2 separate regions of the Mus musculus genome follow, and region 1 is linked to region 2. The links are chromatin contacts, called in public promoter capture Hi-C maps. All regions are on one chromosome and are shown on one strand. Each heading gives the region's core, a stretch centred on a gene start, on an enhancer-like site or on the middle of the called end of the contact. The rest is flanking DNA. Distances are from core to core; before and after follow the strand shown.

What was found. Promoter capture Hi-C pulls out the DNA fragments that hold promoters and counts their contacts.
Region 1: a contact with region 2 is called in a promoter capture Hi-C map of liver, with 2.7 times the contacts expected there. The contact joins the promoter of Usp50 here to the enhancer-like site in region 2. A contact is called at or near these places in 17 of 39 promoter capture datasets (the 3T3-L1 cell line, 3T3-L1-derived adipocytes, the C10 cell line and 12 more), 9 of 484 Hi-C or Micro-C datasets (8-cell embryo, the AML12 cell line, the HPC-5 cell line and 4 more), 1 of 115 datasets of contacts at active chromatin or transcription factors (embryonic stem cells) and 4 of 9 other capture datasets (adipose tissue, embryonic stem cells, liver and 1 more).

Annotation. Positions count from the first base shown.
Region 1 is chr2:126,782,109-126,787,168 of GRCm38.p6, reverse strand. Usp50 (ubiquitin specific peptidase 50) reads left to right here and starts at 3,709. Exons shown (of 7, transcript NM_029163.3): 1 at 3,709-3,949. The coding sequence starts at 3,882.
Region 2 is chr2:126,727,405-126,732,531 of GRCm38.p6, reverse strand. It overlaps Usp8 (ubiquitin specific peptidase 8), which reads right to left. Exons shown (of 19, transcript NM_019729.3): 5 at 3,210-3,372; 6 at 429-471. Among named protein-coding and RNA genes, the nearest start is that of Usp8, 23 kb to the right of the region's middle. Within about 2 kb of position 3,106, at least 6 of the 459 cell types and tissues checked have an H3K27ac peak or open chromatin away from gene starts, as enhancers often do. A contact at or near this core is called in liver, where this site is marked.

The sequences.
Region 1 (5,060 bases), core at 2,460-4,959, 54 kb before region 2:
ACACCCACCCATCTGTAAATCCAGACCCAGGAGGTCCTCTCCCCTCCTCTAGGCTCTACAGGCAGCATGCACACAGGTGCATACCCAGGTAAAATACTGGCACACAAACTGCGTGTGTTTAAAAGAGAGCACCGGTTGCTCTTGCAAGGGATCCAGGGTTAGTTAGTTCCCACCCACACAGTGGCTCACAGCCACCTGTAACTCCAGTCCCAGCAACACCTGTTCTGGCTTTTGAGGACACCAAGTGTATAGATGGTGCACATACATGCATGCCAGCAAAACATTCATACATTAGAAAATACTTTTAGGGTTCTGGAGAGATGGCTCAGTGGGTAAGAGCACTGACTGCTCTACCAGAGGTCCTGAGTTCAATTCCCAGCAACCACATGGTGGCTCACAACCATCTGTAATGGGATCCGATGCCCTCTTCTGGTGTGTCTGAAGACAGTGACAGTGTATTCACATACATGAAATAGATATATAATTTTTTTTAAAATCTAAAGTGAAAACAACCTTTCTTGGGAGAAATCAAAGAAAAGTGAGAAACTAGGGAAAAACAAGTGGGAAGGGTCCCAAGAGAGAAATAAACATTGAGTTGGTTCGTTGTTTAGGGGCTTTTTATAGGATTTAGACCAGAAACTGGACAAAGACTGAGAACCCCAGCTGGACATAGTGGCTCCTGTCTTTAATAGAAGAAGCACTTGGGAGGCAGAGACAGGTGGAACTCTGAGTTCAAGGCCAGCCTAGACTACAGTTCCAGGACAGTCAAGGCTATAGAGAAACTGTCTCAAACAAACAAACCATATTGAGAGTCCTATTGCAAATGGTTGATTCTCTGCACACAGGGAGCAGGGCAATGAAAGGTTTACATACTCTGTGCACGTTCTTCTGATCCACGCAGATAGAAGAGCGGTCCCTCTCTCAAGCGCCCTGATCACCTCTGACTTGCTTTGTTGAGCTTGACTGGTTTGCCGGCTGTTAGCCTGGGCTGCCAGGGCCATCTCGGCCAACCTTGCAAGTATTGCTGCTCTGACCTAGATGGGGTCTGTGAACTCAGGACCTCTGGAAGAGCAGTCAGTGCTCCTAACTGCTGAGCCATCTCTCCAGCCCCCTCACTTTAGATTTTTATTCATCACAATTGTGAGAGAATTCAAGAGCCCCAACCTTGATTTAACTTTCACCAGCTGTTTAGTCTCTGGAAGTCTCTGGCACACAGCTGCCTGGATGGACAAAGATCTCAATGATCTCTAAATTGCATCATATTGAAGATGATTTTATGTATGGGTAAACCTCACTCTTCTCAATTTCGCAGTGTGGTCTCTTACCAGAGAGCATTTCTCCTTGGTCCTTGTCTTCTTGCAGGAAATAATTCAGCCATGATGCAGTTTAAGTATAAATTTATCATCCCAGAGAGACTGAGGAGGGAAGGAAGGCTGGTTGAGCAGGGAGGATCTGCCCACTGGGTTATATGCTGGGGGCTTTTACAAGGTTTTATCACTAATTGTGAGAGGGGTTCTATATCCCTAGAGGCGAAGTAGCCCAGTCACCTCCAAGTCATTGCACCTCATCTCACCTTTTATTAAAACATTCCTTGTAAGTTTCTAGAAAAGCCCACGAGAAGAGGGGTCTCAACCCGCAATGCAAAGGACAAAGGACTGCACAGGCTGCGAAGGACGGTATGGAGTTCGGGTGGTGGTGCAGCCCTGCTTTACAGGTTCTTTGTAACTGTGCCAGAGCGGCAACAAGGAAAGTGCCTGGCACTTTAATTCCTGATCCAGCAGGAAGAAGCTAAGCTGCAGCATCAAGGATGCTTAACCATGGAGCATTCTCACCTGCCAAGACACAGCAGTTTCTGTTGTTACATCACACAGAATTCCTTACCTTCCAACCTCACTAGCAGATTAACATTGACGTTTTCACAAAAATCCATTATGTATCACCCATAGCATAAAAACCAAGTGGATTGGAATAACATAGTCACCCTTGCTACTCAACTTTAGCTTAACATAAATATGTGAAAAGAGCATAGACTGCACTTTCATATTGTCAAAATATTTAAAATACATGGGTGTAGATTTTGAAAGTACTGCACAATTTTCAGATGACTAGAAAGAAATATCTAAGAGGGGCAGATTAAAACAAGCCACCAAAGAGATAAGGAAAAATTAAGAAGCAGCCCTCTTACTTTAGTGTGAGCTGTATGAGCTGTGGGCAGTGGTGCCCTGGTGTGCAGATGAGGCAGGAATGTCACGTGCTAGGCAGTGGGAACACAGCATTGAGGACTGATGAGACAGGAGCTATGCTAGGGCTGTCAGAAGCTAGGTGTCTCCCAGTTAGAGTTAGATTGTATAGGAAGGGAAAATAAATCTAGAAAGGTTGTGACTATTGGTGTGAATTCTGATTCTCAATACATATATGCACATACACAGAGGGGCATCATTATGGATCTAATGTATATTTCTTAGTCATTGTGTGTGTTGCCGGGTGGTTTGGCATAGTGTGTGAGAGAGATCGATGTCATGTGGTGTGTGTTGCAGTGTGTGGCTTACGACTAAAAGGCCTAGAAAGGACACTGCAATCTGTTGAGTGCCTGCAGGCTGTGTGTGCTCCTGGAGCCCAGCTTTCATGAGCTGTCACTCATACTGGGGTCTTCGGTGACACAGCTGAGTCCTATTTGCTCCTGATCTCTCCACCCATATGCCCTAACTGACCCCACTGAAACTCATTGCTCTATGAAGTTGGACTTTGAGAGTATTTTTCCTTCAGCCTGTCTTCAGTACCCTACCTGGGATAAACTGATCCTAAGGGCTCTCTGCCTGCTCTCTGCTGGTGCTTGGCTGACCCAGTAGATCTGCTCAGAGAGCAGGCCAGCAGCAACTAGGCACTCCAGAGGCAAGGCCCCAGCACGGGTGCTTTCCCAGGTCACAGCCCCATGCTTTTAGTTAGAACTGAGGATGCCATCCTTTTCCTCCAGTGGAAAAGTCTGAGTTCAGAAAACCATGTGTGCCCCAGAGGCCACAGCTTGTAAATCCTATAATAAGCCTGTGTGGTGGTTTAAATATGCTTGGCCTATTAGGAGGTGTGGCCTTGTTGGAGGAAATGTGTCATTGTGGGGGTGGGCAATGATTCTTTTCTCCTAACTACATGGGAGCCAGTCTTCTAGTGTCCTTCAGATGAAGATATAGAACTCTCAGCTCCTCCTGCACCATGTCTGCCAGGACATGCCCTTGTTCTCCACCTTGATGATAATGGACTGAACCTCTAAAACTGTAAGCCAGCCCCATTTAAATGTTGTCCTTAGAAGAGTTGCCTTGGTCATGGTGTCTGTCCACAGCAGTAAAACCCTAACAGCCTGTGTACTATGGGTATGTGCCCATATCCAGCTGTGTCTCCATCCCAAGAATAAACAATTCTGGTGACCTCACTGTGTATGCATCGGGATGAGAAAAATCTCACTACCTCCTCCATAGGGGAAGAGATGTCCCTCTAGGGTTCATGGGAGCAGTGTTGCCACACACTGTCCCCAAATCCAGAGGGTGAACATCTCTGTGTGCTTGTGTGTGAGAAACCCAGAAATAGAGGGAGAGCTGTGATGTGGACAATTCGTTCTCAGAAAGTTGATCTTTCAGAAGCATTTCAAACAAACAAATAATGGTATCCCTTGACAACACGTTAGAACCTTGGTATGAAGGGTGACAATTGTGATGCAGGGGAGGATCCAAGAAGAACTGGGCCTGAGTCAAGTGAAATCAGACAGCAACAACACAAAGGGGGGAGGGGGGCATTCAAACGGTTCAAAACCAAAAACAAGCCAGGGAGCAGTCCTGGAGAAATGAAGTTAAAAGGATCAAAGGTAGCTCGTGAGTAGAAGTGAAAGCCTGATGTGCTTCATTGACATGGCGTCTCATCGGCCGGTCCCTGCAGACGACTTCGGTGCCTACTACAACCTGTGAGCCTCTATGTCCTGTGCCTTTATAGATAACCTCAGGAGTGGGGGGCTGGGGGAGGGCTTACCTAGAGGGGGCATGGCACCTGTTGCATTTGGGAGGGCTCTGCCAGATTTGACCCATGAAGGACCCAGAAGAGATAACATACATGTACTCCCTGATCAGTCAGCTCAGGGCCTCCGTGACATCACTGAGTAAAAGTGAGAATGGCACACTTTTCAGATGGGTGAAACTGAGCAGAGGCACTGAGTGAGGCCGCTGAGCGGTGGGGCCTGGATTTCAGATTCAGTCTGTGGGAAGAAAGGTAATAAAGGACAAAGGTGGTGAGCGGCCCTACTGAATCGGTCAGATAAGAGGGAGCTGTGCAGATCAAGGAGGCCTCCTGGAGCCTGCAGTATTTCCCATCTCTGCATGCTGGGCAGATGCTCCAGTCCCGTCTCTCCACATTAAGTCATTTATTCTTTTAAAGATTTTATTTTATGTATATGAATGCTTTGCTGACAATTTAAGCACACCAAAGCAGTGCTCTTGGAGGCCAGAAGAGGGCATTAGATCCCTTGGAACTGGAGACACAAATGGTTGTGAGCTGCCATGTGGTTGCTGGGAAGTGAGCCAGGATCTTCTGAAAGAACAGCAGAAATGCTCTTAACTGCTGAGCCATCTCTTCAGAACCCAAGCTGTGTGTGTGTGTGTGTGTGTGTGTGTGTGTGTATGCACGTATATCTGTATATGTGTGTATACATATATATGTATATATGTGTGTATACATGTAAATATACGTGTATACATACTATACAGGTACATAGATGTATATATACATATATACATACACACATAGACATATATACACACATGTGTATGTGTATATAAGTATATATACATATGTGTGTGTGTGTATAAATATACACTTGTCTTTTTTTGGACACAGGGTTTCTCTGTGTAGCCTTAGCTATTCGTTCTAGAACCCACTCTGTACACCAGGTTAGCCTCAGACTCAGAGATCCCCCCTGCTGCTGCCTCCTGAACGCTAGGATCAAAGGTTTGCACCACCAATAACTGGCTATGTTGTATTCTTTTAAAAGATATCATTTATTATGTGATCTAAGCTAAGCA
Region 2 (5,127 bases), core at 1,857-4,356:
AGCGATGACCAGAGTGCTAGCACTCACCTTCCTCTGCCTCCTGACTGCACTGCAGCTGCCCAGCTGCCTCAAGCTCCTTACTTACTTCCCTGCTGTGATCAACTGTACCCTGGAACCGTGAGCCAAAAGAAACCCTCTTTACAGATGGGGAAGCTGAGGTAGAGTGGTAAGTATCATACTCAGTATACTGAAGAGCAGCTGCTGAGTGGTCATCTCTCAAATACTACACTATGGTTAACTACTGTACCTAGAAAACAAAACAAGTAAGCTGCACACTGCCACATTTAATCATACCAGACTAAAATGGTGCATAAACTCTCCCCTCAGTAAACCAATACAGAACTTACAGAGTACAGGAAGACTCTCCCTGTATCAAACTGAAGTCTATTCCAGTGGAGAGACTCAGCGGAACGTCCTTTCTCACATACCTCTCTCTGCAGCTGCAGCTCCTTCACTCTTCTCGCCGTTAATCTAGTTCACAGAAGAAAAGCGTTTCAACTTCACAAAAGAGACTCAAACTTAATACTCCATTGCAATCGAAAGCTAAGAAATAGTGTGCCAAGTAATGGCATTTTATAAAAAATACACATTTAAAAAAAGATACAGCTCAGGAGCAGAGCACTTGCCTTGAGTGCATGAAGTACTCAGCCTGGTAACACCCTCTGCCCTCAAGAGTTTAGACACAGGACTGGCTTTACTAGGCATCAGCTAAAATAACCACAAGTGTATCAGAATCGCTGTTCAGGCTCCAATTTTCTTAAACAAGTGCCAGATATCATTTGAGTACTTAATTAGGAAGTGTTTCTTAAAATGAAACAGCAATTCTAGTATTCTAGTCAGTGTTTTCTACCATAAAATTAAAGGAAAATCAAGTAATAACAACATACTACTTCTACTACTTATACAGTTTACATTTTCCGAGGCAACATGACATAACCTTGTAAGATGCTAGCTCATTTTATAGATGGGAAAACTGAGGACCCGCTTGAACCTATGGGTCAAAGTTAGTAACACACTTGTAGGTACACATTTGCCCAAGTTATATATATCGTCTGGCTCCTAGCATGACACAATATGAAACACAGGGTATCATCCGCAGAGAATTCTCATCATGAAACTAAACAGCACTGCCCTGACACTGCAGGAAATAAAGGAAAGCCTACAGGCTGGGGGAAAGTGTGGTTCACTTTCTTTATTCAGTCAAGTACATGGTATGACGAAGTTTCAGAGGAAGAGAATCTTAAAGGGAAATTATTTTAGCGCCTTAAGAGATATAACAATCAGAAGACAGTTCACTGTTTTGCATCATGATTCAACAAATTAACTTGTGAACAAATTAACTTGTGAAATTAACTTGTGGACAAATTAACTTGTGAAATTAACATGCAGGCAACAGCAAAATCCGAATACAGACTGAGCACCCGGGGATACTAAGGAGTTACTATTAAGTTTACAGGGTGGCGAGGACTACAGTTATGAGAACTGTGCAGCAAAGCAGTTAGCAGTAAAGTAGCAGAGCAGCTACTCAAATAGTACAAATACTCAAGCCGAGAGCGAGAGTGAGAGCGAGAGAAACAGTGTAGGAGACAAAGTGGGCAAATGTTAACGTCACAGTAACAGGGTGGGAGATGTAGCACAGCTGGTCATTTGCTTACCCTAGCATGCCATTAGCTTGGCAAGATTACAAGGGCCTATAATCTTAGAAATTGGGGCAAAGGCAAAAAGCAGAAATTCAAGGCCAGCCTTAACGACTTAAGTGAGCCTGGGCTACAAGAGACTCTGTCTCAAATTAGAGAAAAAAAGTGACTACTCACTTCTAAAAAGGCAATAAGGGGCTTGAGAGCTGACTCAGCAGTTAAGAGCATTGACTGCTGACTCTTAACACCAGCACCCACATGGCAGCTCACAACTGTCTGTAACTCCAAGATCTGACTCCCGCACTCAGACATACATGGAGGGAAAACACCAATGCCCAAAGAATAAAAATAAATTATCTTAAAAAACAAACAAAAGAAAAGGCAACAAAATGAAAGATTCCCCTTTAAGTCCGGTTATTGCTTACGGCAGCCACTTGACCTGTTGAGAAGGTTAGTGGTTTGTCTCCCTGTGAATTCCAACAATGGGAGATCAGACTGCTTAACCCAGTGAGACCTCTCCCAAATACCAGCAATCCACACTAGCAACAGGGGAACACTACGTACCCCTAAGAAACACAGGGATCAGAGGGAGCAAAGCACAGCCTCCAAGGAGTTCAACAACTGAAAACCACTTACATCTTCAGGAGAGTAATTCTGAGAAAGTAAGGAAGGGGCACAGTGACAGCTGGCAGAGATTGTGTCACTGGTGGCTTTTGATAAAGACATCTTGTACACATGCTAAGAAGATTGAATAAAACGCTGAACAGGACAGACAAAGGGAAAACTGGAATAGAGGAAGAAAGGAATAGATGGCGTGTGTGCCTAAGACTCCAGTAACCAAAACTGTTTGGGACCAAATAAAGCAGCAAACCAAGTCCTTTGCTCTTTATTTTATTTTTGTTTTTTGGGCAGGGTTTCCCTGTGTGGCCCTGGCTGGCCTGGAACTCACTTGAATGAACTCTGAGCTCTACCTGCCTCTGCTGGGATTAAAGGCACTCACCTTACCACCATGCCTGGCCCTGGTCCTTCTCTTAATGGAGATTTATCAGTAGGAAAAAGACACCTTAGACCTCGTTTTAAGACCTTCATTTGGGCCGGGCATGGTGGCTCACGCCTTTAATCCCAGCACTCGGGAGGCAGAGGCAGGCGGATTTCTGAGTTCGAGGCCAGCCTGATCTACAGAGTGAGTTCCAGGACAGCCAGGGCTATACAGAGAAACCCTGTCTCAAGAAACCAAAAAAAAAAAAAAAAAAGATCTTCATTTGGCAAACCTGAGTCCAAGAGTTGTTAAGCAAAACTCACACAGGCCCAGAACTAGATAGATAGATGACAATCCAATGGTTCCTCTCAGGCCACCCTCCTTCCACTGTAGTGACTGCTAACATTGTAACCAGTGACCAGGACAGTGCTGCTGTGGAAGCTCACAGGAAAACCTGCAGTCAGGACCTTTGATTCTAATTCCAACCAATGGTATCCCTATTGCCTCAAAAGAACTTTACAGTGGCAGTGCACCTCCTCCAGATAGGTCACCTGGCAAACAGGACCAGCGTTTACACAATAAACTTGCAATACCCTTTGGGTTTTGGTTTTGGAATCCAGTAAATTTTCCACAGAGCGTTTGGCTGCCGCACCGCTGTCCTCTCTCCCCATCTCCTGCCTTTTCTGTTGCTGCAGCTGCTCTTCCTCCCGTCTGTCCTTTTCTTCAAGTTGTTTCCGAACTTCAGCCTCTTCGTATCTAGTTGAAAGAAGCTTCCTATTAATGTGATGGAGTATAGCTAAGGGCGTTCATGTTTCATACTTAGCATCTTGGCTTGGGAGAATTCTGCTAGAGTTCCCATACAAACCACATGCATCTGCCCTCAGGGGCTGTCTGTGTACTTTAAACTGGACAAACACCTTGAAAAATAAATGTTATGCTCTTTTTATTAATGTTGTTCTTGCTTTTTCACTAATTTCAAGTAATTATCAATTCTGCTACAATTTCACTTTTTAAACAAACTCTTGATTCACTCTGGAAGAGGACTTCTCCCAGTATCTCACTGTGTAGATGATTTAGATCAAAATGTTAAAACAAGTATTCAAGAAAGGTATTAACCACATCAACTGGAGAATTATTATCAAAGTCAAGACGTGATTATCTTCTATTTTGCTAAATGTTAAACAAGCTATGGTGAGTACAGTTTGCAGCTATCCTAAGACATTGCTCACCCAGTCATTAGTGAATACAGTAATGACTGCTGGTTCTGAACTTAAGAGGATCAGGGGAGATGGAGACAGAGACAGAGATGGGGTGGTGAGGGAAGGAAGAGAGAAGGTAGAGCCGAGAGAGAAAAGGGTAACAAATAATTTACTCCAGTCAGTTAGGAAAGAACGAACTAAAACTCTGGCATGCTTATACTGTCTATTGTCCATACTTGTATATGAAGGACATATACCTCCCCAGACAGCCACAGCTCTGGACTGCCACAAAGATAAGGAGCAGGCAGGGTGAAGAACTGGGAAGGGGAAGGACATCTGTCAAACTCTCTAATTTTGATGGTTTTATTCCTAACACCAGGACTTCATGTGCTGAAGAGGCAGCTAAAACTAATACAGAGCGCCAAAGTTTCAGCCCTCTTTGCATAAAGTTGTCCCAGTCTATAGCCAACACCCAAACTAAGTAAGAACAGAGCAAACACTGAGGAAACAGCTAACTTTAAAAGACATTCCAGATGCTGACTACCACAGGCAAGACAGTGTATAAAATCCAACCCAGCCAAGTTCACCACCATTCTAGAACAAAATACCCTAACACTCTTGAAGGGAATAAAACCCACCATGTCCGAAACTAACCAACACAGCAAGAAAATAAGACATCCAGAGAGAAAGGGCAAGCAGTGCAAACTGGCTGAGATAAACCTGAATGACAGATTTAAAACAGCAATCACAGCAGCTAACCAACTCTGGCCATGGCTATGTGAAACATGGTTTGTAATGACTAAACATAAAGGACACTTCTGTAAAAAAGCAGATACTATAAAATAGCTAAACAGAAATTCTAGAGTTAAAATGTTTCTGAAAAATAACCTGAAAACTGGAGACAACATTTACAACCTAAAGAGCAACAAAAACTATGACAAGAGAGGCTTAGACAGCAACAGAAACAGCCTCAGGTGGATTTCCTGACAAACCAAAGGCCTGTCACAAGAATAGCCAGAGTGCCAGTAAGAGAATGAAACAGAATAAAAATATTTGAAGAAATCATAGCCCCAAACTCCCCAAATTTGATAAAAGACATAGATTTACAGATGCAGAGTCCAGTAATCCCAATTAGAAAAAATAGAAAAATAATGGTAGTCACATCATAGACTGCTACTAAAGAGAAAATCTCAAGCCAGGAAAGAAGGACATAAGACATACAGTAAATTAACAACAGGACCAACTGGTGGGGATTTCCATGTCAGAATCAATAGAAGACAGCTGGGCATGGCCCTGCACATTTAATTCCAGC